7 separate regions of the Mus musculus genome follow, and regions 1, 2, 3, 4, 6 and 7 are each linked to region 5. The links are chromatin contacts, called in public promoter capture Hi-C and targeted proximity ligation maps. All regions are on one chromosome and are shown on one strand. The core of a region is the stretch at or near the end of the contact, and the rest is flanking DNA. Distances in the headings are between cores, read along the strand shown.

The links. Promoter capture Hi-C pulls out the DNA fragments that hold promoters and counts their contacts. Capture Hi-C pulls out chosen DNA fragments and counts their contacts.
Region 1: a contact with region 5 is called in a promoter capture Hi-C map of pre-B cells, with 5 times the contacts expected there. A contact is called at or near these places in 2 of 39 promoter capture datasets (liver and pre-B cells) and 1 of 130 datasets of targeted methods (microglia).
Region 2: a contact with region 5 is called in a targeted proximity ligation map of pancreatic cancer cells. A contact is called at or near these places in 5 of 39 promoter capture datasets (the 3T3-L1 cell line, hippocampal neurons, liver and 1 more) and 2 of 130 datasets of targeted methods (bone marrow-derived macrophages and pancreatic cancer cells).
Region 3: a promoter capture Hi-C map of pre-B cells shows a contact between it and region 5, with 2.3 times the contacts expected there. A contact is called at or near these places in 2 of 39 promoter capture datasets (liver and pre-B cells) and 2 of 130 datasets of targeted methods (bone marrow-derived macrophages and memory CD8 T cells).
Region 4: a targeted proximity ligation map of embryonic forebrain shows a contact between it and region 5, with 2.5 times the contacts expected there. A contact is called at or near these places in 1 of 484 Hi-C or Micro-C datasets (embryonic stem cells) and 1 of 130 datasets of targeted methods (embryonic forebrain).
Region 6: a contact with region 5 is called in a promoter capture Hi-C map of adipose tissue, with 3 times the contacts expected there. A contact is called at or near these places in 4 of 39 promoter capture datasets (hippocampal neurons, liver and pre-B cells), 2 of 130 datasets of targeted methods (astrocytes and memory CD8 T cells) and 1 of 9 other capture datasets (adipose tissue).
Region 7: a promoter capture Hi-C map of liver shows a contact between it and region 5, with 5 times the contacts expected there.

What each region holds. Positions count from the first base shown.
Region 1 is chr19:5,962,782-5,965,836 of GRCm38.p6, reverse strand. Pola2 (polymerase (DNA directed), alpha 2) reads left to right here and starts at 1,631. Exons shown (of 18, transcript NM_008893.3): 1 at 1,631-2,011. The coding sequence starts at 1,933.
Region 2 is chr19:4,438,011-4,441,305 of GRCm38.p6, reverse strand. Rhod (ras homolog family member D) reads left to right here and starts at 1,863. Exons shown (of 5, transcript NM_007485.5): 1 at 1,863-2,086. The coding sequence starts at 1,955. A930001C03Rik (RIKEN cDNA A930001C03 gene) reads right to left here and starts at 1,983. Exons shown (of 3, transcript NR_045990.1): 1 at 1,917-1,983.
Region 3 is chr19:6,116,601-6,119,980 of GRCm38.p6, reverse strand. Sac3d1 (SAC3 domain containing 1) reads left to right here and starts at 1,395. Exons shown (of 2, transcript NM_133678.3): 1 at 1,395-2,184. The coding sequence starts at 1,395. Snx15 (sorting nexin 15) reads left to right here. Exons shown (of 8, transcript NM_026912.2): 8 at 27-582. The coding sequence ends at 118.
Region 4 is chr19:4,395,574-4,398,769 of GRCm38.p6, reverse strand. Kdm2a (lysine (K)-specific demethylase 2A) reads left to right here and starts at 1,693. Exons shown (of 21, transcript NM_001001984.2): 1 at 1,693-2,459. It overlaps 9430078G10Rik (transcription initiation factor TFIID subunit 4), which reads right to left and starts at 2,886. Exons shown (of 3, transcript XM_030251152.1): 1 at 2,877-2,886; 2 at 1,320-2,440; 3 at 129-659. The coding sequence starts at 2,886. The coding sequence ends at 129.
Region 5 is chr19:5,271,434-5,274,579 of GRCm38.p6, reverse strand. It overlaps Pacs1 (phosphofurin acidic cluster sorting protein 1), which reads left to right and starts at 1,461. Exons shown (of 24, transcript NM_153129.3): 1 at 1,461-2,041. The coding sequence starts at 1,692. It overlaps Sf3b2 (splicing factor 3b, subunit 2), which reads left to right. Exons shown (of 21, transcript NM_030109.2): 21 at 53-659. The coding sequence ends at 124.
Region 6 is chr19:6,239,785-6,243,018 of GRCm38.p6, reverse strand. It overlaps Atg2a (autophagy related 2A), which reads right to left and starts at 1,351. Exons shown (of 40, transcript NM_194348.3): 1 at 1,053-1,351. The coding sequence starts at 1,223.
Region 7 is chr19:6,163,156-6,166,437 of GRCm38.p6, reverse strand. Batf2 (basic leucine zipper transcription factor, ATF-like 2) reads right to left here and starts at 1,999. Exons shown (of 3, transcript NM_028967.2): 1 at 1,885-1,999. The coding sequence starts at 1,923.

The DNA of each region.
Region 1 (3,055 bases), core at 382-2,881, 690 kb before region 5:
AGAAAGAAAGAAAGAAAGAAAGAAAGAAAGAAAGATGGCTTTGCTTTATTTATGCATTCATTTGAGGCAGGGTCTCCTGTAGCAGGCTGGCCTTGAACTTCTGATGTAGCTAAGGGTAACTTCTGGTCCTTCATTCCCAAGTACTGGGATTACAAATGTGCCAATGGCCATCAGATTCTGAGGGTCACACCCAAGGTTTAGATACGCCAGGCAAGCACTCTGCCAGGTGTGCTACACCCCTAATCTCTAGAAATGGGTGATAATTGGTTCAAGGTTTGTGAGGCTGTATTTAAATCTTACCTCTCTTTATCAGAAAGGCCATAAGCCTCAGATGTTAATGATGTGTGGCAGCACTGAGGGACTAAATCGTAGTGTTGTGTGACCTTGCTGCCACCTGGTGGCTAAATTCCTGCAGCCCAGCCCAGTGCTTCCTGCTACTAGTGTGAAAACCCAGTAAAGTTTTGTTTTGTTTTGTTTTTCTGTTGGACAGACTTAAAATGTGGGCCTAGTCGGCTGCAGTCTCGTGTTAATATCTCACCTCAGCCTCCCAAATATTGAGATTGAAGCTTTGAGCCACGATGTTCACTGAGAAAGTTGAAGTTCAATCAGCCTTTAAACACACAGACACACTTTGTTTTTGTTTTGAGACAGGGTTTCTCAGTGTGGCCCTGCTGTTCTGGGTGCCATTCTGTAGACCAGGCTGGCCTTAAACTCAGTAATCTTCCTGCTTCTGCTTCCTTAGTGCTGGGGCTAGCGGCATGGTTTTAAATGGGTGTTTGTGAGTACCTGAGTGTATGTATGTGCACCATGTGATTGTAGGAGCCTGTGGAGGTCAGGAGGTCTCAGGTCCCCTGAAACTGGAGTTAGAGGCAGCTGTGAGCCACCACACTAGTGCTGGAACCAAACCCAAGTCCTTTGTGAGATCAGTAAGCGTAACTGCTAAACCATCTCTGCAGTCCTGTTTGGTGTTTCTTGCTTGCTTGTTAGGGTCTCTCTGTATAGCCTTGGCTGGAACTTGCAGAGACCTGCCTCAGCCTCCAAGTGCTGAGATTACAGGTGTGTGCTACCAGGCCTAGCTTCAAACCGTTTTTTCTTAAAGGCTCTGCCAGTCTTCCATTCCATTCTTAGGGTGTCACAGATCAATTGACCTAAGCCAAATCAATGGAGATTTTGGTTCGAAAATTTGGTAAATACATCAAGAAGAGAATGCACTCCTTGTTTTACTCTCTAACCACTCCCCCTTCAGTGACCTGCCCTCCCGCTATCCCCGTGACTGACAATCATAACAGCTATAATAACCACATTCCCTACGAAAGCGTTAGATCAGGACGAACCAAGGCAGAGCAGGATGGAGATGCTGAGGTGGGGGAGGAAGGAGCTAACGTGCCCTTCCAGGGCCGTGCTGGACACACGTGTCAGTCACTGCAAGATACAGACAAACAGCGCCTCCTGGCCAAGGGTAAAAAAAAAGGGACAAACAAGCATCGCAGAGCTTAGCAGAACAGGCGACTCCTGAAACAGCCACAGTACGGGGTCTCGATTCTCAATTTCCGCGCGGAGTGACGCGCAGAGGCGCGTTCTGCGCAGCTGCAGTGGGAGGACCGGCGCGTGCGCGGGGAGGGCGGGGCCCGAGCAGAACCTCGCGCAAGCGCGCGCTAGGCAAAGCGTTTGGCGGGTTTTTCCTGTGCTGTGCTCCTCACGGAGAAGCTAAGGTGTAGTCCTCGGAAGCAAGTTTTCTCTCTGGATCGAGACCTCTCGAGGGCTTTTGAAGTATTTCTCTGTGACCTGGTGGCTGGGGTCGTTTGAGGGCTTAGGCCAGGTGGTCTCGTGACACGTCCCTGTCACCTTCCGGTAAAGCGAAAGGATAAGCGTCTGCAGGGTAGAGCTGAGGTCGGGGCCCGGCGGCAGGCGCCCGGCCACTCCCGGGTCACCATGGCCGTGTCCACCCAGCAGCTGGCGGAGGAACTACAGATCTTCGGCCTGGACTACGAGGACTCCCTGTTGGAGAAACGTGAGTCCCGAACCGAGAGGATCGCTTCCAAGTTCTATATGCTTGTGTGGTACCTATTGGGTCCCGACTAAACAACAGGTGACATTACCAATAGGAGACATTGGAACCGTTTGCATCTCATACCTAGTCATCTCTTGCTCAATGACTTTTCTCATTAGAGGTTTTTTTGTTTGTTTGGTTTTTAAAGACAGAGTCTTTCTGGGTAACCCCAGAACTCATTATGTAGATTACTGTGCTGGCCTTGAACTCACGGAGATCGCCTGCCTCTGCTTCCCGAGTGCTGGGGTTAACGATGTACACCACCATGCCCTGCTCATCAGAGTTTTTAGTGATCTGTGCAAATAGGAATTCCTCTAGGTGGATCCTAGTCCTTTATTTTAGCTTTGGAAGAAACTTCAAGGTGCTTATTGGCTCCCTCTCTTTATAGATGGAGGGACATGGGCAAGGAGACTTAGTTGCCTGATTGTGTGCCGACCCCTGACTTTTGCTCTGGAGTACAGTGCCTCATCCTATTGCTCCACAGAGACCAGTGGTAAAGATTTAAATCACACATCTCTCCTGGAAGATGTGTGCATCAGTGTCAGAATAGCAGTGTGTGTACCCCTTGAAATTCTTACTGTAGGAAATAAAACCGTAGTATAAGTGGGCTTGCCTGTTACCCCAGCACGTGGGAGGCTGAGGCCTGGAGGATCATAGAGAATTCAAGGCTAAGAGCTGAATTAGTGCCATCCTGTCTGCTTTGCTTGCTATAACTCCAATATCTGACACCTTCACACAGACATACATGCAGGCAGAACATTAATGCACATAAAGTAATAATATATACATTTTTTTAAAAGAACTTGAAATCTTTTGAAGATTCTGTGCCCTGGGGCTGGAGAGATGGCTGTGTGGTTAAGGGCACTGACTGCTCTTCCAGAGGACCGACATTCACTTCCCTGCACCCAAGGGATCTGCAACTCCCATTCCAGAGGATCCTGTGCCCCTTTCTGGCCACCTCAGGCACTGCATGCATGTTGTACACTTCAATGCAAGCTAAATACT
Region 2 (3,295 bases), core at 614-3,113, 830 kb after region 5:
TGACTCTCAGCTTCCTCCACCCTTGGTCTAGCTCCACCTGCCTCCCAGACTGGCCTTATGACAGGTAGGGATGACAAGGCTGACAGCTGACTGGGGGGGGGGGGGCTCCTCACCACTCCTTCTGGGCATCCTGTTCAGCCACACACCCAGCTTCATGCCAAGTCCCGCCCAGCCCTGTGGCGGTTTCGGGAAAGGGGCATCCAAAAGGTGGAGCTGGGGAGGCTTCTGGGAGGCTCCTTCCATACAGCTGACCTCTGGCCCAGAGGGAAACTGGAAACTGCCTCCTTGAGACACAGTGAGGATCAAATAGGGCTGAAGGTCCTCTTCACTGCCTGACTTTGAATACAATGGGAGATGAAGTCATGGAGGTGAAACCCAAAGACTTCTGACCATGGTCCACTTAGCTTCCATTAAACACCCAGTCTGAGGTCTGGGGAGACAGGCGAGACCTTTTTCCCCTCTTTTTTAGACAGAATATCTAATCCATGCTGGCCTTGAACTCACTGAACAGCCAAGCTGACATTGAGCTTCAGATTTTCCTGGCTTCACCTCATCAGTATTGGAATTAGAAGCATGGATCTCCAAGCCCGGTTTATGTGGAACTGGGAATGGGACCGAGGCTTTCATGAGTGCTGGTTAAGCATCCGGGCAGCGCGGCTACATTTCCAGCCCACTTATGCTCACCAAAAGTTAAAAAGAAAAATCTGATCACAAAGAAGGTTGCGGAGATTTAGAGAAAAGTAAGATTTATTCCTGAAATCCAAAGTGCTCCACCCTCCAGATACTAGCTCCTCAGCCAAGTCCCGCCCTCTGTCCTGTCGCTAAGAAGTGGGGGCGTGGCTACCTTGCTCCAGTCTCTTCGAAGAGCCCCTTTTTCCTTTCTCCTGTCCTGACACCTCCTATTCTAGGCTTCTCAGAGTCGAGGTTTTGATCGGAACAGTGCAGGGTCCCCAGACTCTAAGAAACTAAGGATCATCTGCATTGATTAAACATTATACCAAAGAGCTGGAGAGATGGCCCAGAGGTTAAGAACATTGGCTGCTCTTCCAGAGGATCCCGGTTCACCCACATAGTGGCTCATAATGTCTGTAACTCTAGTTCCAGGGTTTCCGAGTGCAGAGGACACCAGGATGCATGTCTATGTCTATACATGCAGATAAAACGCCCACACGCGTAAAAAATAAAACTAAAAGGCCATCATACTATATACCATAATATGAACCATTCATGACATCTGCCATGTGCCAGAGCTAGCTCTGAGCTCTACAGATGGACGGTTCCATAGTTTTCCTTAGCTCACTGGCTGCCTGGGTGAGATGCGTGGTAATTCCACCTTCATTGAAACTTCCTGGAGCTGGCTGAAGAGGTCCTGCAGTGACCCACAAGGGCATGCCCGGGCCACTCCTTTCTCATCTGGCCTACAACATTTGGAGGAGGTCCGCAAATAGCAGAAACTCATATTCATTCATTCATTCATTCATTCATTCACCCACCCATTCATTCATAAAAATAACCTCCCACCCATGGCAGATAGTCCAGGTGCTTCCTCCTTCCCTGTCCCCAGCCTCTCTCCAAGTACTTGTCTACTCTCCCACGAGCCCTGGGTGCCCTCTGGAGGCGTAGGTCTCCGCTCACCCCTGCGGCCTCAGCGACTGCACGCAGTAGGTGCTGCAAAAGTCTTTCTTGAGTGTCTAGACAGGACGCCAGGAGACCGGACCCCAGGAGCGTCCACCCTTGGGCGGGCGCCGCACCCCCATCTTGTCCCGGGCTTCTCACCTGAGCTGGGTGTCCCCCGCCCCCCGGGCCGCCTCCTGTCCCGGCCGCCCCGCTCCCACTTCCTCCCGCCGCCCCGCCCCTTCCACATTCCTGTCCCGCCGGGCCAGCCCCGCGCCCGCCGCAGCCAGCCCGCCGCGTACCGCCTGCTGCTCCGCGCACCGCCGTCCGCCAGCCAGGGATGAACGCGTCCCAGGTTGCGGGAGAAGAGGCGCCGCAGAGCGGGCACTCGGTCAAGGTGGTCCTGGTGGGCGACGGGGGCTGCGGGAAGACGTCACTGATGATGGTCTTCGCCAAAGGGGCCTTCCCAGAGGTGAGTGCCCTCATCCTTGGCCCTGCGCTGGGGACACCCCCCATGTGCGGGTCTGCTGAGAGCTGCCTCGAAAGAACCCAGCTCTAGCCTCCTAGGGGGAAATCTCAGCAGGGCCTGGGGTCGAAGGCAGAGTTTTTCAGTTTTAGCCAGTAGAAGCAAAGTGGGACTAATAGCACTTAGGGGGAGGGGTGTCACAGGGACTGAATTGGGCCACCTAGGGAAATAGCAAATCCTACGAGAGCAGTTGTTGTCACTACTTGGCGACGAGAGTGTGAGGACTTTGGAGCTCGACTGGCAGCAGTAAAATCAAGCCTTTGCCTCTTACAGCTGTGTGCCTTTGGGCAAGTCCCTTAACCTCTCTGAAGGTTAACTACATGATAGGACTGAAAGCCCCTACCCGAGCGTAGTATAGAAAAGAGTGCTGAAAGTTAGTTGCTGAAAGTTAGTAAGTGATGTTCGTCGGGCGACATCACCTCTTCTCCATCCACTATGGTGCAAATCCCCATGCTTTACCCTAGAGAGGAAAACTGGAACACCGACCCTTCTCTGAAGAGTCTGATTATGCCATACTTCGACTCTAACCAAGCCTCAGTTTCTCAGAGCAACCTGATAGGGGGAAGAAAGCTGGGACAGTGAGGCTGAAGGCTGATGGCCGGCTCGGTGCGGTACCTGGTTGCATCCTGGCTCTCTGGGCTTGTCACTGTGAGTCCTCAAGGACCCCATGACCAGAACAGTGGCTGAGCCCTCCTTCTGTGCCTCCACGAGGAGTGGGGGTCCTGTGTGTTTGTGGGTTTGCCTTCAGCAGCAAGCCTTCTTTTCCTGTCCCCACGTCCTTCTGGCCTCTGGGATTGTGCAGAAGTGGGTAATTTGATGGAAGGAGCCAGAGAAGCTGACCTGGCAAATAGGGCACAGTCTTGCTTGCTACTCTGAATACCAGTGGTTTTTATGGTTGTTGGGTTTTTTTTTGGGGGGGGGGGTTGTATTTTTGTCGTTTTACTTTAGTGGTTCCTGTTTTGTTTTTGAGACAGGATATTACTGTGGAGGCCTTGTACGCTCAGTCCTCCTGTCTCTCGGCCCAAGGATTGCTCAGATCACGTGTATGCACCACCATACCCATCTCACAGCCTTTGGTTTTGTGGTTTGCAAAGCTGACGTCACCTTCTTTGACCAGTTACAGTTTTTTTGTTTTTAAGTATAGGAGATATTTTC
Region 3 (3,380 bases), core at 146-2,645, 850 kb before region 5:
GTAGGTGGGCCATCTGCTTCCTCCAGGTGACCCATCCCCTGCCCGCCGGGAAGGTGTGAAGAAGAAGGCAGCCGAGTACCTGAAGCGGGCAGAGATGCTTCACACACACTTGCCCTAAGGGGTGGACCCTTCCTGGGATGTCAGCTCCAGCACTGCCAGCCACCCCCACTGCTCTCTTTGGGACCTGGCCGTGCTTCCTGCTCGTATGACTACCAGGGGCCATATCTGTATTAACTGGATCAAGTATAAGAAAAGCAAAGACTTCTCAGCTCTGACCTGCCTGCCTCCTTGGAATTAGACTTGAACTTCTGATCCTGCCTATCTGTTCTATGTGAGTGGCATCTGGGCCCCTAACCTGTCAGTTCACCCATCTAGACCAGAGTCTGTAGCCAGACCTGGCCCACTGCCTTTTTTGTAAGGCCCTTGAGAGCCTTCCTTCCTTTCTCTTTCTTTCCTTTCCTTTCCTTTTCTCTTCTTCTCTTTCTTTCTTTTTTTTTATGGTTGGAAGAAAAAAGATTCTTTGACTAGTGAAAATCTCATAAAATTTAAATACGTGTGAGTAAAACACATGCCTGAACACAACCAGGTCCATTTGCTTATTATTGTCTGTGGTTGAGTTTACATTGTACCAACAGAGTTGAATAAGCGGTGTCTGGCACATCATACCCATTATGTTTATAAGAAGATAAAGAGAGGAGGAATATGTTCCATTGAGGTGCTTCAGCTGGCCCTTGCCAAGGCATCCTATCCCCCTGAGGGACCAGCCAAGCGATGGTAATAGTAGAATTTATTCAGGACATGGGAAGGGGAGTTAAGAGGGTACTAGAGGCAGAGAAAGGCAGAGAGAGGAGGGGGGGAGAGAGAAGTAGAGGAGTAGAGAATTAGAAGCTGGCCATGAGCACAGGGAGGGGGAGGGGCAAGGGACTAGAGCAGGAGCAAGAAGGCAAGAGAGAGGAGGGGGCAAGCAGCCCCTTTTATAATGGGTCAGGCCTACCTGACTGTTGCCAGGTAGCTGTTGGGTGGAGCCTACCTGGTTGTTGTCAGCTAACTGTGAAGTGAAGCTTAGACAGAATGCTAATAATAACTATGAATGAGTGGCCGCGCCTTTAATCCGGGAATTGGAAGGCAAAGAGACAGGCGGATCTCTACTGAGTCAGCCTGGTCTATATAGTGACTTCCAGACCATGCAAAGGTACACAGTTAAAACAAAACGCATAGGGAAACAATGAAGAATGACAGGCACGCAGCACTAGCTGAGTGTGTTAAAGAAATAATAGACACGTACGTAAAGCAGGACTTGCTACTTCGAGAGCCCTAAGAACAAAAAGCTAAACCAACAAATCCCAGCCCTGGGGAGGTGTGGCCTGCGTCGCGGGACTACAAACCGATGCATCATGGGACGATTTAAGGGGGAAAACCGAAGCCAGGCGCGATGGATTATGGGAGGCGTTTCTAAAGGCCGCGGGAGCGGCAAATCGAGAAAGCCGCGGCAGGCTGCGTTTGGCCAGACTGGGGCTCGAGTCTGTCCCTCGAGCCCACGGCAGGATGCAGTGCCGCGCTTCCGCTGGCCCGGCGATGCTGAGTGTGCGTCCTCTACCCACACCCCTACCATGTCCGGCTGCAAACTACCCATGGGCCTGTGCCCAGACATGTGCCCGGCCGCCGAGCGCGCCCGACGCGAGCGCGAGCGCCGCCTGCACCGACTGGAGGTGGAGCCAGGCGGCCGTGGGAACGCTCCCCGAGCCGACCCCAAGCGCACAGTGAAGGAGTACAGCCGGCCGGCAGCGGGCAAACCCCGGCCCCCGCCAAGCCTGCTGCGGCCGCCGCCAGTGCTCTTAGCCACCGTGCGTTATCTGGCCGGTGAGGTGGCTGGCCGCGGCGACGTGTCGTGCGCGGAGGTGGCGAGCTTTGTGGCCGACCGCCTGCGCGCAGTGCGGCTAGATCTGTCGCTGCAGGGCGTGGACGACGCGGACGCAGCGACAGTGCTGGAGGCTGCGCTGGCCACGCTGCTGGCCGTGGTGGCGCGGGTGCGGCCAGAAGAGACGCGCGGAGCCGCGGACCCGGTGCTGCTTCAGACTCAGGTGCAGGAAGGCTTCGGTTCGCTGCGGCGCTGCTACGCGCGGGGCAAAGGCCCCTACCCCCGCCAGGCTGCTTTTCAGGGCCTCTTTCTGCTCTACAACTTGGGTGAGTCGATCCCAGAGAACTAAGTGCGGGGACCCGAGGAGCCTGGGGTGGGGAAGACGCAATTGTAGCAGCAACGGCGAACTATAGCTTGGGAGTACTGTAACTTCCATCCCCCAGCAATAGCTTCTTCTTGGGAAAGTCAGTTGGTAAAAGTCCCGACGTGGGACCTCAGGTCTGACATTCTCAAATTGGCTGTTTTCTACATAGTAGAGGTGGAAGGAGGTAGGATAGTACTGAGAGAGTTGACCTAGAAAGCGCTTTCCAAACTTATAAGAACTGCTCCGTGGGCTGGCCCATAAACATATCTAACAGGAGGTGCTAAAAGATTCCCTTCTATGGGTGATTTAATTATAGGAAAGTCCAGTGGGCGTGGTAACAGGCGCCTTGTATGGGAACACTTTGGAGGCAGAGGCAGGCAGATTCTTTGATGATTTTATATGTGGAGACAATATATTTGTATCATACATGCACACAGTGACTCTTTGTTTTTTCTTTTTTTTCTTTTTTCCAGACAGGGTTTCTCTGTGTAGCCCTGGCAGTCCTGGAACTCACTTTGTAGACTAGGCTTGCCTCGAACCCAGAACCCAGAAATCGGCCTGCCTCTACCTCCCAAGTGCTGGTATAAAAGGCGTGCACCACCACTACCCGGCTACACACAGTGACTCTTAAATTCACTAATTTAAGAAAAGTGGCCCAAGATTCCAGTACCAAGATTTCCTGGAAAGGAAACTAGGGCCAAGTCATCCTCCAACAGTGACCCTTGCAGATAGAGGGGAAAGTGTAGGGAAGCCAGTGCCCTCAGGCTGCAGTGGGAACCCTGAGTCAGAAGCCTTAAGTTTGGGTCTAGCATAATAGCCTGTGCTCCAGGCAAGCCTTTATGTTATGTTGGCCTGTGTCCCTATGTAAATGTACAACACTGCCTTGTAAGGATTTAGATTGAAGGAGGTCTGGTCTTGTGGCACCTCAAAAAGACCAGAGAAGGATCAGATGGCTGGGTCTTTCTTAGAAGAGGAGAGAGGAAGTGGGGTAGCCTCTCTGAGGGAACATGACTGGAGCTGGCAGGTGGGCAGAGCCAAGCTCTGGAAACGAGTTTGCCTGGAACTAGAGGTGTATATAAATAGCTTGGGCCTGGAGGGGGTGGGATGGGAGGTATGCCTGACCCAGAAAGCATCAAGCATCCTTGTGTCTTTCTGCTG
Region 4 (3,196 bases), core at 444-2,943, 880 kb after region 5:
TCAAGGTGAAGAGTTGGAAACCAAGGCAGGGAGAAAAAAATGTGACACCAGTCAGCAAGGGGAAAGTGCCAACCTCAAGCACTTGGATGTGTAGCGTCCAGGCCACCGTCCTTTGTGGGATTTACAATTTAAACGGGCCTCAAAGCACGAGATTGGCTGGGGAACTGCCCTGAGCGCAGTTGGGCTGCTCGCATGGCATTGCTGTTACCTCTGGCTGGGCTCCGTCGACGTCCGGAGCCCGCTTGCCCGTCGGGCGGCTGTCGAGCCGCGGGAGCCGGTTCGTCGGCAGGGCCGAGCAGCTTGGGCCGCCGCTGCCCCATCGCTGACCCTCGCGCGAAGCTGCGCACACAAACCGGAGACATTTTCTCGGCTGGGCCTCCCTCGCAAGCCGCGGCCCTGGGGTTAGGGGCGGCCCGCGCCCCTCTCCGTGGGGGGTGCCCCGACTCGCCGGGGGCGGGGTCACGTCCCACCCGGGCCGCCGAGGGCACCGGCGCTACGGAAACCTGAGCGTGGCCAACAGCAGGGGCTCCCTGGGCCACCTCCCTGGGAGCCTGCGGCCCGCAGTGGGGTGTGCTAGCTGCTGCCACCCCTGAGCCGTCGTGGATCCCACTGTCGCGCACAGCACCTGTGGACTCCCTTGTCAAGCGTCTGGAGCTGCCCTGAGGGAACAGAGCTCGGGACAGACATGCTACTGCTACCGGTTCCTGCCCCTTCGGAGCGGCGAGGAGTGGGTGAGGCGAAACCGGTTCGCTGCACGGACAGGAGCTCCCCCCGTGCTAAGGGCGGCCAGGCCCTGCAGCGGGGGGCGCAGGGGCCTACTCCGGGATGGCGAGCAGGTGGGCCTCGGCCGGCCGGCGCGTGAGGGAGGGCGCCCGGCGGGAGGGCGCTTCTTTCCGTGCACTCCCTGGGTCTGACAAGACCCGAGCACAGCACCCGGCTCTGGCCCGCTCCCATGGCATGACCCCGGGGGACCCCGCGTTGAAGCGGCCAACGGCTGCCCTGACCCAGGCCGTCTGGCCCACGTTTGTGTGACCCGTCTGACCACCCAGCAGAGGTGGCTCGAAGGGGAAGGGGAGATGCTTCCTACTGCTTGGGGCGGGGTGCTGTGTTTTGTGGGGGTCGGGGGTCACAACCCTCCCTAGAGTAGTGGGGGAGGGAGGGCGGCTGGCGCAGCTGGCCGGCGGTGGGCGGGGTCACCGGCGAAGTTGCGAGTGTGTGTGTGTGTGTGTGTGTGCGCGCGCGCGCGCGTCTGTGTGTGCGTGTGTGTCTGTGTGCGGGTGTGGGGGAGAGAGAGAGCGCGCGCGGAGGAGGCTCGCGACTGGCGCGCAGGCGCAGGCACCCGGTCGAGCCGGCGACCTGAGAGGAGGCGGGCAGGGAGCGGGGGCGGTAGGCCGGCCAGAGGGCGTGCGGGCTGACGCGAGGGGGGGAGGGCGGGGAACCGCGTCGGCGTCGCGGGGCGCGGGCGATTCGAGGCCGACGCAATCGGCGCGTGCGCGCTCCGGCGGTGTGTCCGTGGTAGAGGGGGCGGGGTGGGGTGGGGGGAGTGACGCGTGCGCGTTCACGTGTGTCCCGGAGAGCGGTAAGACGCGCAGGGAGGCTCGAAAGAGGTGGGGGTGGAGAGGCGACGGGAGGGAGGGGGTGGTGGTGAAGAGAGGGCGCCTGCGCAGTGAGGCCGGAGGAGCTGTGTGTATGTGAGAATCTGACGGGTTCAAAATGGCGGCGGCTGCTTCAGCGGATCCTCCTGTGTGAGGGAAACAACACCCCTCCCCGGCAGCGGCGGCGGCGGCGGCGGCGGGCCGCAGAGCACCTTTCCAGTTCCCGGGCCCGTCGCGGTTGTTTCCCTCCCGGGCAGTGGGCTCTTCGCGTGGAAGGGCAACGTCAGGGGGCCCATCCCCCGGAGTCCCTCCTCTGCTACTGGGGAGTAGCTGGGGGTGTACGGGGGATCGTCCCGCAGCGCGGAGCCCCGGCTCAGGGGACGACGCAAAGGCAGCCGAAGGCCCCCGGTCAGGGCGCTTCGCTGCTCCCGCCCTCTCCGCCCCCCGGGGCCGGGGCCCGCGTTCCGGGGGGCCGGGCGGCGCGGGGAGCGTCGGCCGGGCGGGTCTCAGCTGATCGGCCGCGGTTCCTGGGCTTCGGTAGCGGCTGTGGCCGGCTGAGGGTACCGAGAGGAGGGTGTTTCCCGCGGCCCGGTTGACCCGGGTCTCGGGCTGGGGCTGCTGACCGCCAGCTTGGGGGAGTAGCCGAGTGGTCTTGCTTCCCTGACGCCTCGGACGCGGAGTCTGTAAAAGCCAGAAGAGGAGGTTTGATTCAGTAACTGTTTCCTCTTTTCCGGGTCGCTCTGACCCTTCTCTGGATACTGGGTTAATACACAGAAATACCGAAGACGACGTTTGGGATTTTATTTTGTCTGTGTTTGGAATTTTACTTCTCTCTTGGACAAGAACTCAAGAACAAAATCCTCGGTGAGATTTCCCCTCCCCCCTCCCCCGCCCTGGGAAGTTTGGTTCCCGGTCTTATCTAAAGACTTAATGTAAAGTTTTTATTTCTTTGCAAGGGGTGAGCCACAGAACGCCTTTTCCCTAGGGGAGCAGTCGAGGTTTACCGCTTTGCTGTCCGGCCCTGGGGTGCAGACTGTGTCCCTCGCGACCGAGGCCGAGGAGGGCAGTGCCACGAACTGCTCTCGCAAACTATGTCATCGGGTCCTCTGAAAGGATTTTGTTAACGTGGCCGTATTATATTTACAAGAGAGAAAAAAAACATTTGTATATCCAATTAGAAGCCATTATTCTGGAGAAAGATATTTAGAAAAACGAAAACCCTTGCTTGGTGTTGTGGATTGATTGACGTGCCAACCGGCCTTTATTTAATGGATGTTTCACCCGTATCCATATATCGAGACGTTTCATTTATTATTTACTCATCTAGATTAGATGGTATTTTTGCCTCCGTTTGCAACTCTCAAATTTGTTCTGTAGTTGTCCACCTTGAGGTGGATGGTAGTTTGGGGAAGGCAGTTCCTTACTAGAAGGATATGGGACATTGGTTTGAAGTCTTTCTGTAAAACCAAATTTTTCTTGCCCTCTTTTTTTTTTTTTTTAATGAAAGTAACCTCCCCGTTTTGCTTATAATTTGTTATTACCTGTTTGAGAACTCACTGGTTTAGGGTCTGGCTTAGTTTTGTGTGTACTTCACCTTCACC
Region 5 (3,146 bases), core at 212-2,711:
CTGTCTGGGGTTGTCTAACCTATTGTAACTTCTCTCTCTCTCTCTCCTACAGCAAAAGAAACGGAAAGCTCAGCCCCAGGACAGCCGTGGGGGCAGCAAGAAATACAAGGAGTTCAAATTTTAGGTCCTGCTCGCATAGCTGGCCTGCCTTTAGGCTCTTTGTATGTCTGGGCTTTCTCTGTGGCTCCCTAAAGCTAGATCTGGACTCCCTAGGCTCGTCACTTCCTGTTCTTATTTTAGACTTGTTTTGTAAATAAAGCTGTTTCCCAAGGAAGGATGAATACAGGCGCTCTTGAACCTCTCTCTCTTTTAGCTTCTGCAAAAGCATCTACTTCTTGCCTGTAATCACAGATGGCCCATAGGACTATGGGACTGTAGTTCTGAACTGAACTTGTGGGTAGTTCACTATCCCTACCCCTCCTGTGTGTGAAGGCTCTGCTGAAGGTACCTTTGGGTCTGGTCTGACCTTACTGCTTTGTCCGTGGGGAATAAAAATAGCCAGCTTAGCACCGTGGCTAGGCTGGGAAGTAACTGTAGGCTAGGGAAGTAGGCCAGGTCAGGCCTTCCTCATTGACCTTGTGGCAGAAAGGCCGATTTCTTACCTATTGGAGAACATCTGTCTCTAAATAAAATCTCAATTGTTCCAGAGTACTGGCTAACTACTTGGATTTACTAGTGTGTGTGTGTGTTGGTGGGTGGGTGGGTTTGAAGGGCTTGTTTTGTCTTCGTCACTGAGTTCTGAGAAGTTTTTTGAAAAACTAGACTAGGTTGGAGCACAGGATTCCATAACATTTGCTCAAGTACTGGGGAGAAGGTGTGGGTGTAGGAGAGTGCAAGAGCTCTAGGTAGGGTGGGGGTGTGTGGGGATGGCAGCTGATCAGGCCTTGAGAGAAATAGAATTCTAGAAATTGAGAAAGCACCGAGGCACTCTGGGACTTTTGTAAAGAAGGCTGTGTCGGGGGCGCTGTACCAAGAAAGGCTGTTGGACCTAGACAACCTTAGCTCAACTGGCTCCTGCCCACAGTCAAGCTGGAACTTAAGCTCCTTAGGTGGTGGCCGGCCCCTGGATCTCTACCTACTGCTTCTTTTGCAGAAGTGGGCGAAATAACCACAGAAGGGGTCGCCACAGCGGGCTATCCGATTTCCATGCAACGCGTGACCAGAACTACGTGTACTGCAGATCCCAGGGGCTGAGCGCGCTCTCGTACAGTCTTCTCCGGTCCGGGACCGCGCCCCGGAAAACCCGGGTTTCCGCTGGCGGGGTAGCAGCCGCCCGAGGAGGGCGGAGGGAGGAGGGGCGCGGAGCCTGCACGCCGAGGCCTGCTAGGGACTCCAGGGCCGCGCCGCGAGAGCGCGCGGGCTGTAGCCCCTTCCCGGGGGCCGCGGGGCCGAGCGCGAGTCTGGCCCCGCCCCTCGGCGCCGGTCTGGGTGGGGCCGCGGCTCCCCGCCCCTTTCGGACACGCCCACCCAGTGTCTGGGCCTCGCGGGCCGCAACAGGCGGCGGCGGGCGAGCGCGAGGACCGCGCGCAGCGAAAGCCCGCGCGTGCGTGCAGATTCGCTGGTGGCTCGCGCTCCGCCGGGCGTTCTGAGGAGACGCGCTGAGCCGCTGCCGCCGCGGGGGGAAGCCTGAGAGTCGCTCGCGTGCCCTCAGTCTGCGTAAGCCCCGCGCCCCTTCCTCCCCTGGCCAGGCCATGGCGGAACGCGGAGGGGCGGGCGGTGGTCCCGGAGGCTCCGGGGGCGGCAGCAGTCAGCGGGGCTCTGGGGTCGCCCAGTCCCCGCAGCAGCAGCCGCAGCAGCAGCCGCCGCAGCCTCAACAGCCGACGCCCCCCAAGCTGGCCCAGGCCACCTCGTCCTCCTCGTCCACCTCGGCTGCGGCCGCCTCCTCCTCGTCCTCCTCCACCTCCACCTCCATGGCCGTCGCGGTGGCCTCGGGCTCTGCGCCTCCGGGCGGTCCAGGACCAGGCCGCACCCCCGCCCCAGTGCAGATGAATTTGTATGCTACCTGGGAGGTGGACCGGAGCTCATCCAGCTGCGTGCCCAGGTGAGCAACGGGCGGCTGGGAAAAGGTGTTGGCCTAGGGGACCGCCAGGCTGGCTCTGTGACAGGCCCCGCCTCCCCATCTCTCCGGGGCGAGTGGAGGGTACGTCCTCCACTCCTAGCTCATCTTGGCTTTGGGGGGTGGGGGCTGTCTTCTCCTGGGCCTTCCAAGACTGTTGTGTGGGCCTGCCCTCTCCAGCAGTCCCACCTTCCGCCTTGGCTCGAACCACCCTCCTGTCCTCCTGGAGCAATGGTGGCCTCGGGGACCCAGCCCAGTGGCCTTCCTTGGCTGGGTCTGACCGAATCTGGCCTTCCTTACGGTCAGTAAGTCACTCTTCTTCCTGCCTCACTGGCGCCCGTGGGCTGTACATATGTTAATGTTACACAGATGTGGTAAAGATGGCTTTGATATAGTTCTTTCCCAACGTACTTAGCATGTGCCAAATTCATTTGTCACCTGTTGCAGGTAAAGCTGGTTAACACTTGGGGGTTCAGTACATACATTCATATGTTCTTCATGCTACACACATTCTCTGGGTACTCTGTGCTCTTAGTTTGGACATCAGTTGAATGTGTTCTTAAATGCAAGTTTTCATTTCCTCCTCCACTAGATACTGGTCACAGAGTCTCCAGGTTCCTATGAGCTCTGTAAAATGACTGCCTTGTTCCTAAATTCAACCCATTTTTCTGTCCATTGGAACTATCTGAAAACTTGCATCAAAAAATTATGCTTGTTTCTCTATGGCAAAGCAGTTGTTGTATATACTTCTTTGGGGACAGTGTGTTGGATTGACCCTATGCTAAGACAGCCTGCAGGGTTGGTTTTGCCCAGTAAGCACAAAGAAATGCCTGGAGGTGTTCATTTTGTGCTTCTAAACCGAGTTGATTCTCAGGTTCTGTTCTTTCTTACCCTGTGAGTCCAGCAGAGCAGGTGGATGTGCCTGTAAGCCAGAGATTGGGTGCCCTGTGGGGTTCCACCCTCAACTCAACTCTGCTGGTGTTTCTTTCTCTCCCTTTATTTTGAACAACATCACACCACAACATTGTACCAATATATAGGGCATGAAAAATGATGACACAAGCACATCTTTCTTATGTCATTTATTGAA
Region 6 (3,234 bases), core at 102-2,601, 970 kb before region 5:
CTGAGCGGTTTAAGAGGCGAAGGTCAGACACCTCTTATACCAGGCCATTAGAAGATGCCACCATCTCTTCAACCCATATTTGTTCCCAAAGGCATGGCTCACCTCTAGCTCTTTCTAAGTGAAGCTGCAGACCCATAGGCCAGCTAGAAAAGAGAAAGAGGCCAGCCCTGCCACATGCCCATTCTACTGCTCTTGGAGCTAGGATGACCCCATACCAGCCCTTAGCTGGAGCCTCTAATTGGTGGCTCCTTGGCTACTCCCAGCCATCAGCTGTGAGTCAATGCCCCTCACCTGCCACCCCCAGCCTCCTGCTCAACTCCATACCCTAGGCCTCAGACCTCCTGAGCATCAGGCCCAGCTTCTCCTCCCATCCCCCACCCCAGCTAGCCTGAAGCTAAACCTCTACACCTCTCCTGGAGGGCTGCCCTCCAGGTAGAGATGCCAGAGACCAAGTCCTTCCCTAAACCCAAGCTAGGCCCCTCCCACTCTCCCAAAAGCAGGAAGTAGAGAGCAGCAACAGTCACACGAGGTGTGGATCAACACAGAAGGCAGTGACGCTGTTGTTGACATCCACATCCGGGGGCGATCTCCACCCCTTATGCCCAGGATCATGGGGTGAGGAGGTCAGGACACATCTTTCTACAGGTGCCCCTGGCAGGGCTCTTAACACCCCCAAAGCCTCCCTGACTACCCTAGTTCCAGCTCTTGTTACTGCCTGGCTCCCCACAACATCTCTCTGCTCCCCTAGCTCCCGGGAATCCCCTTCCCCAAGCAGCTCTCCCAAACTCCGTATGATGATGGTGACATTTTTTTTTTTAAAGTAACACCTCACTTCCTAGTCTGTCTCTCCTAGAGAGGTGAAGACAGAGACTTCTCTCCTAGCTTCTGGTTAAGTGGTGACGGGCCAGCCAGGGGGCCTGGCGGAGGCGGTCGAGACCCACTGGCCTCTCCAAACACGGTGCCTGTCCTCCAGCCCAAACCTTCCGCGAGGACCCTTCGCTGGCCCGTGCTCCCTCTCTCCACACCATCCCACCTCTGCCCTGCCTCCTCACCCAGGTTTCCAGGTGAATATCCCGCAGGGCAACGCTGCCCTTGTACAGATCCAGGCTGAGCTGGTCCAGGCTGAGGTGCTCCTGAAAGAAGTGACCCAAGTAGTGCTGTAGCAAGTAGCGGCAGACACGCTCTTTCACACAGTTCGACCATGGCCACAGCCATCGTGACATCTCGGGGACCGCCGGGCCCGAGCCGCTTCCGCTGGCCGACAGCCGGCGATCTCGGTCCGGCTGTGCTGTTCACTAGAGCCCCCGGTTCGCCCCGCCGCTTCTCTCAGCGCCAGGCCGCGCCCCCGGACGCCCAACCACGCCCCCACGCTCGCTGCCATTGGTCATTGCGAAGGGCGAGGCCCACTGATTGGCCGCGGGAGGCGGAGCCTTGAAGAGCGAAAAAGGGACTGGGCTCTTTGCGAGATGAAATGCTCCCAATCGTAGTTTACGCTTGCGCGTAAATTCTGAGTGGGAGGACCTTTAACCTCCTTGCTTCAAGCTGCGGAAAGGCTGCAACCGTAGGGCGACAGTCCGGGCCAGGAAGAGTGCGCATGTGCCGATTTGTCCAACTTTTTTTTTTTTTTTTTAGGTGATTGGGAAGAATTTAAAGGAACAGTGACTCACCCAATTTGTAGACAAGCTTATCAGAGGAGTAAAGTCAGTGCGAATTTTGCAGTCTATCTTTTGGCAACAAATGCACATTTGCACTTTTATAAAACTTTTTTTTTTTTTTTTTTGGAGACAAGCTTTTCTGTATTTGGCGGTTCTGAAACTCACACTGTAGTCCAGGCTGGCCTTGAACTCATAGGATCCTCCTGCCTCTGCCTCTCTATGATGGAATTTAAGGCGTGCATACATCATCACGCCCAGCCCTATGAAACTTGCTTTAGTCCTTTATCTTTTTTCATTTGCTTATTTGTTATTTTATCTATTTACATTTCTGTTTGTATGTTTTTCGAGACAGGGTTTCTCTGTGTATCCCTGGCTGTCCTAGAACTCACTCTGTAGACCAGGCTGGCCTCTAAAGCCTGCCTCTGCCTCCCAAGTGCTGGCGTTAAAGGCGTGCACCACCACTGCCAGGCATCTATTTACATTTCAAATGTTATTCCTCCCAGTTTGCCTCCACAAAACCCCTCTCCCCACTCCTCCTAGCCGCTTATCTTATCCATTATTGTTAACAACTCCCTAAAAAGGCACTATTTGTTTCCACTTTTTTTTTTCTTTCTTCTTCCTTGTTCTTTCCTTTTTTTGTTTTTTGTTTTTTCCGAGACAAAGTTTCTCTGTGTAGCCTGGCTGTCCTGGAACGCTCTGTAGACCAGGCTATCCTTGAAATCAGAGATGCATCTGCCTGTGCTTCTAAAATCTGGGATTGAAGGCACACACACACACACACCCATTTCTCTCTTTTTAAAAATTCTGTCAGGTCCCCAAGAAATTCCTTTTCCCAAATTCAGACATTTAGACAAAAGTGAGGATTCCCTCAGGGACATACACCAAGCCAGTCTTTGAATTCCAGGCTAGCCTAGTCTACAGAGGGAGTTCCAGAACAGCCAAGGTTACACAGAGAAACCCGGTCCTGCAGGGTGGGGTGGGGTGGAGTGGGGGATGATAGTTCCTACTTGCTAAGAGGAGCCATTCTGCTTATCTCTGGCAAAAGGGACTATGACTCACATCAATGAGAGTCTTTGGTGCCTAATGTATATCTATCAAGGTCCATGCTAACCTCTTGGGCTACCTGAGTCCCTACTCATAAGTACATGGTACAGAGTCATCCTGGCTGGCAGACCCTGTCCCCTAACCTCTCCAGCCCTGGAGGTTCATTTCTTTGCCCTCTTTGCTTTCTCTGCACCCCTGCTCCCCTCTCTCCCTGCTCTGGACTCTTCCAGATGCCTCTGGCTGTTCTCTTCCTTGCATCCACAAGGAACCCATGCCTTCTCCTCAGCTGTACTTTCGAGTGGCCATGTCCTCATTTTCATTTGGTTTGCTAGTGTTCCCAATTTAAGAGGTAGAAAATAGGATTATGAAGGTTGTTTAGCCCATCACCAGGAAGGTCTTTTTTCCCTCCTCTTCCCCTCCCATTTAAGGAATGCACAGCAGATTAAGGTCCCTCCCTTCTGTGGTTTGTTGGGGTCCTCTCTGAAATAATGGCTTTTCATATGTCTAATCCTAAAATCAATAATTCAACTTTCCA
Region 7 (3,282 bases), core at 750-3,249, 890 kb before region 5:
CCTGGCAGCGGCCTGCCTCCTCTACCTTGATCAGCTACTTGGAACGTTGTCTTTCTCAAGCCTAGTCTCAAGAAGTCCTGTTCTCCCAAAGTCTGTCTCCTCCCTCCCATGGCACTAACAGTCCTCCTGAAGACACTGCACTCCTTACAGTAACGCCAGCCCTACCCCGTGTCTAGCTTACAGCTTACTTAATAAGTAGGGAGGGTGGGATTTGAACCCAGACCATAGCAACCTCAAACACACATTCTCAAAAGTCAGCATTGGCTTCTTCTGAGTGCAATAATCTCAATGGTAGAACAGAGGCACATGGTATTTTCCCAACTGTCCACAGACAGTGAAGGAAAGAAGGTGAGAGTAGACACCCCAGAGTGAGCTGCCATTCCTATGATCTTCCAGCCCACAACCCCACAAAGGCAGCAGGGTCAGGGTCTGATATGATCCCATGTGCCTGTCCTCAACTCAGTCTAAAGGGGCTGGCACTCACTTACTGAAACAACATTTAATTTCCTCTGTGTGTGTGTGTGTGTGTGTGTGTGTGTGTGTGTGTGTGTGTACACTGTAGGAGGACAGCCTTAAGTATCATTCATGTTCAGAAGCCATCTGCCTTCTTTTAATTTAAGTTGTGTGTATATGTGGTGACCTGTGTATGCATGTGAGTGTCTGTACCCTTGGAAACCAGAAGCAGGTGTTAAGTCCCCTGGAGCTGGAGTTACAGGTGATTTGGTTGTGAGCTGCCCCGTGAAGGTGTTGGGAACCAATCTCGGGTCCTCTCCAAGAGCAGTGAGCATTCCTAACTGGCCCCCACCTAGTTTGTTTGTTTGTTTGTTGTTTGTTTGTGAGATATAGTCTCTCACTGGTCTGGGACTCACCAGTAAGACTGGGCTGCCTGGTCAGCAAGCGCCCCTCTCCCAGGGCTGGGCTTACAGGTGCTTGCCACCTAACCAGGTGCTTTATGGATGCTAGGGACCAAGCTCAGGTCTTTAGGCTTCCGAGACAAGTACTTCACTGACTATGCTATCTCCCCATCCCTTCAACAAACATTTATTAAACATCTACTATGCACCAGGCACAAAACTAGAAGGGCACAGAAGTGGGAAAAAGAAGAAGAAAAAGGAGGAGTAGGAAGAGGAGACAAAACAAACAAATAAAATTAGGCAAAATGGCAAGATGTAATGGAAGGATTAGTTCAGGCCAGACTTGGCTACATAGTGAGTTTGAAGCCAGCCTGGGATACACGAGATCTTTCCTCAAAGCAGGAATGTCACCTACCTGGCACAGAAGAGATCTACAAGACTCCATGCTCACTCACAGGGCAGTGGGGCGGCTGCCTAGAACTGATGGAGATTCCATTGGGCAGAGAGGACTGCTCCTGAGAGCTCTGAGCCCTCCAACCCCGGGGACCACAAAACTTAAATGGAACTTGAAGTCAAATGCCTAGAGCGGGACCCTGTCTCTGTCACTCCACCTCAGGCAAGACTCCAGCCACTCTGGCTGAGGACTCTGCATGTCCCTTGGATTGTGGCTATATCCTCCTCAGGGCAAACTTCAGACCAGAATAGAGGCTGGAGAAAGACAGAGTCAGCGAGGAAAGAAGGCAGCTGTGATTTGGGAGACTAGAGAGAGAAGGGAAGGATCTGGGAAACGCTGCAAGGTGAGAGCAAATGGATTGCGAGGAAGCAGTACGCACGCATGCAGGGTCCAAGTTCAAAGCTGGAGACTGGTCTGCAGTGTGAGCGCCAGGAAGTCATTCCAGTGCCCAGGAGGAACTAAACCGTGAGATGGGAGTGTGCAGCCCAGTTCCCAGGTCACACAGATCATGGTGACCTTACTGCAGCCTTCCTTGTCTCTCTCCATAGCGTTTCTTTCCTAGTCCCCTGTACTCACTGTCTCAGTCAGCAGCTCGCTACTCCCACAGAGTTGCATGGCTTAGGCAAGGGGAAAAGAGGTTCAGTCTGGTCCTGGATGTCCCCTCAGCAGCTGTCCCCTCCCAGTGACCTATGGAGGCCCAAGGAAGTGGTGGCTCTTTAAATCCCCAGTGGCCACTCCGCCCCTAGCACACCCAGTTTCAGTTTCTCCTAAAACCATGGGCTGCCCAGAATCCCTGGCTCTTGCTCGCTCACGCTCACTCACGTGGGTGGAACTTCCTAACAAGAGCAGCCTTCCGGTTAGGCCCCTTCTCTAGAAGAAGGATGGTGGAGGGTAGATGGGAGCAGTTAACAAGACCGTATCCTGGAGAGGGCTGGCAGGATGCCAGGGACAGAACCTAGAGGAAAAGCGGGGTTGGGGTGGGGTGCGTGAAGGAGCCCCCATAGTCTCTGAGAAAGTCCAGGTTCACAGTCCACACTGGAGCTGTGCAGCTTTGAGAAGGTGATTCACCTTCTCTGAACTTTGGTTTCCTTATCTATGAAGGGTATGGGTAGGGTGGAGCAAATTTCCAGGCCTGCGGCTGGGTGTGCCTGGTGTGGTACTTGCACTGGAGAAGCAGAGGCAGGAGAATCATTCATGAGTTTGAAGCCAACCTGGGCTACATAGTAAGAACTAAAAATTCTCAAAATATAAAAGTTCCCAGGCATAACAAAAGAACTGTGACAACACGACCACTCCAAACTCTCTGAGACCGATGTTGGACTCATGCAAAAAATCAACAATCAGAGCTGGCGTGATAGTGCTCGTGACTGCACGAACCTCCAAATCTCAGGACTCAGAGGCAGAGCCCAGCAGGTATCTGAGTTAAAGGCCAGCCTGGTCTACAGAGTAAGTTACAGGACAACCAGGGCTAAATGATGAGACCCTGTCCCACTGATGATGAAGAATTTAAACTTTTTAAATTTAATTTATGCATACCAGTGTTTTGCTTGCATGTATGTCTCTGCCCTACATATATGCCCCGTGTCCTCAGAGGCCAAAAGAGGGCACTGGAGCCCCTGGAACTAGAGTTTCAGATATTTATAAGCAAAAATGTAGGCGCTAGAAACTGAACCTGGATCTTCTGGAAGAATAGCCAGTGCTCTTAATCGCTGAGTCATCTCTCAAGCCCACAAAATAAAACTTTTAAAGGAATCTTTATGTCCAAGTTTATATTTAAAAAACAAAAAGTGCTAAATCTGGGCACAGTGGCAGATGCCTATAATCCTTGGGAAATGGAGGCAAGAGGACCAGAAGGACAAGGCAGTTTATGGCTACACAGAATTGGGGTCTAGCCTGGGTTAGAAGAGACGGTGTCTCTTAATAAATAAGTAAAGTAAATAAAAATAAAAAGACTGCAATTGATTAGTAGTGTCT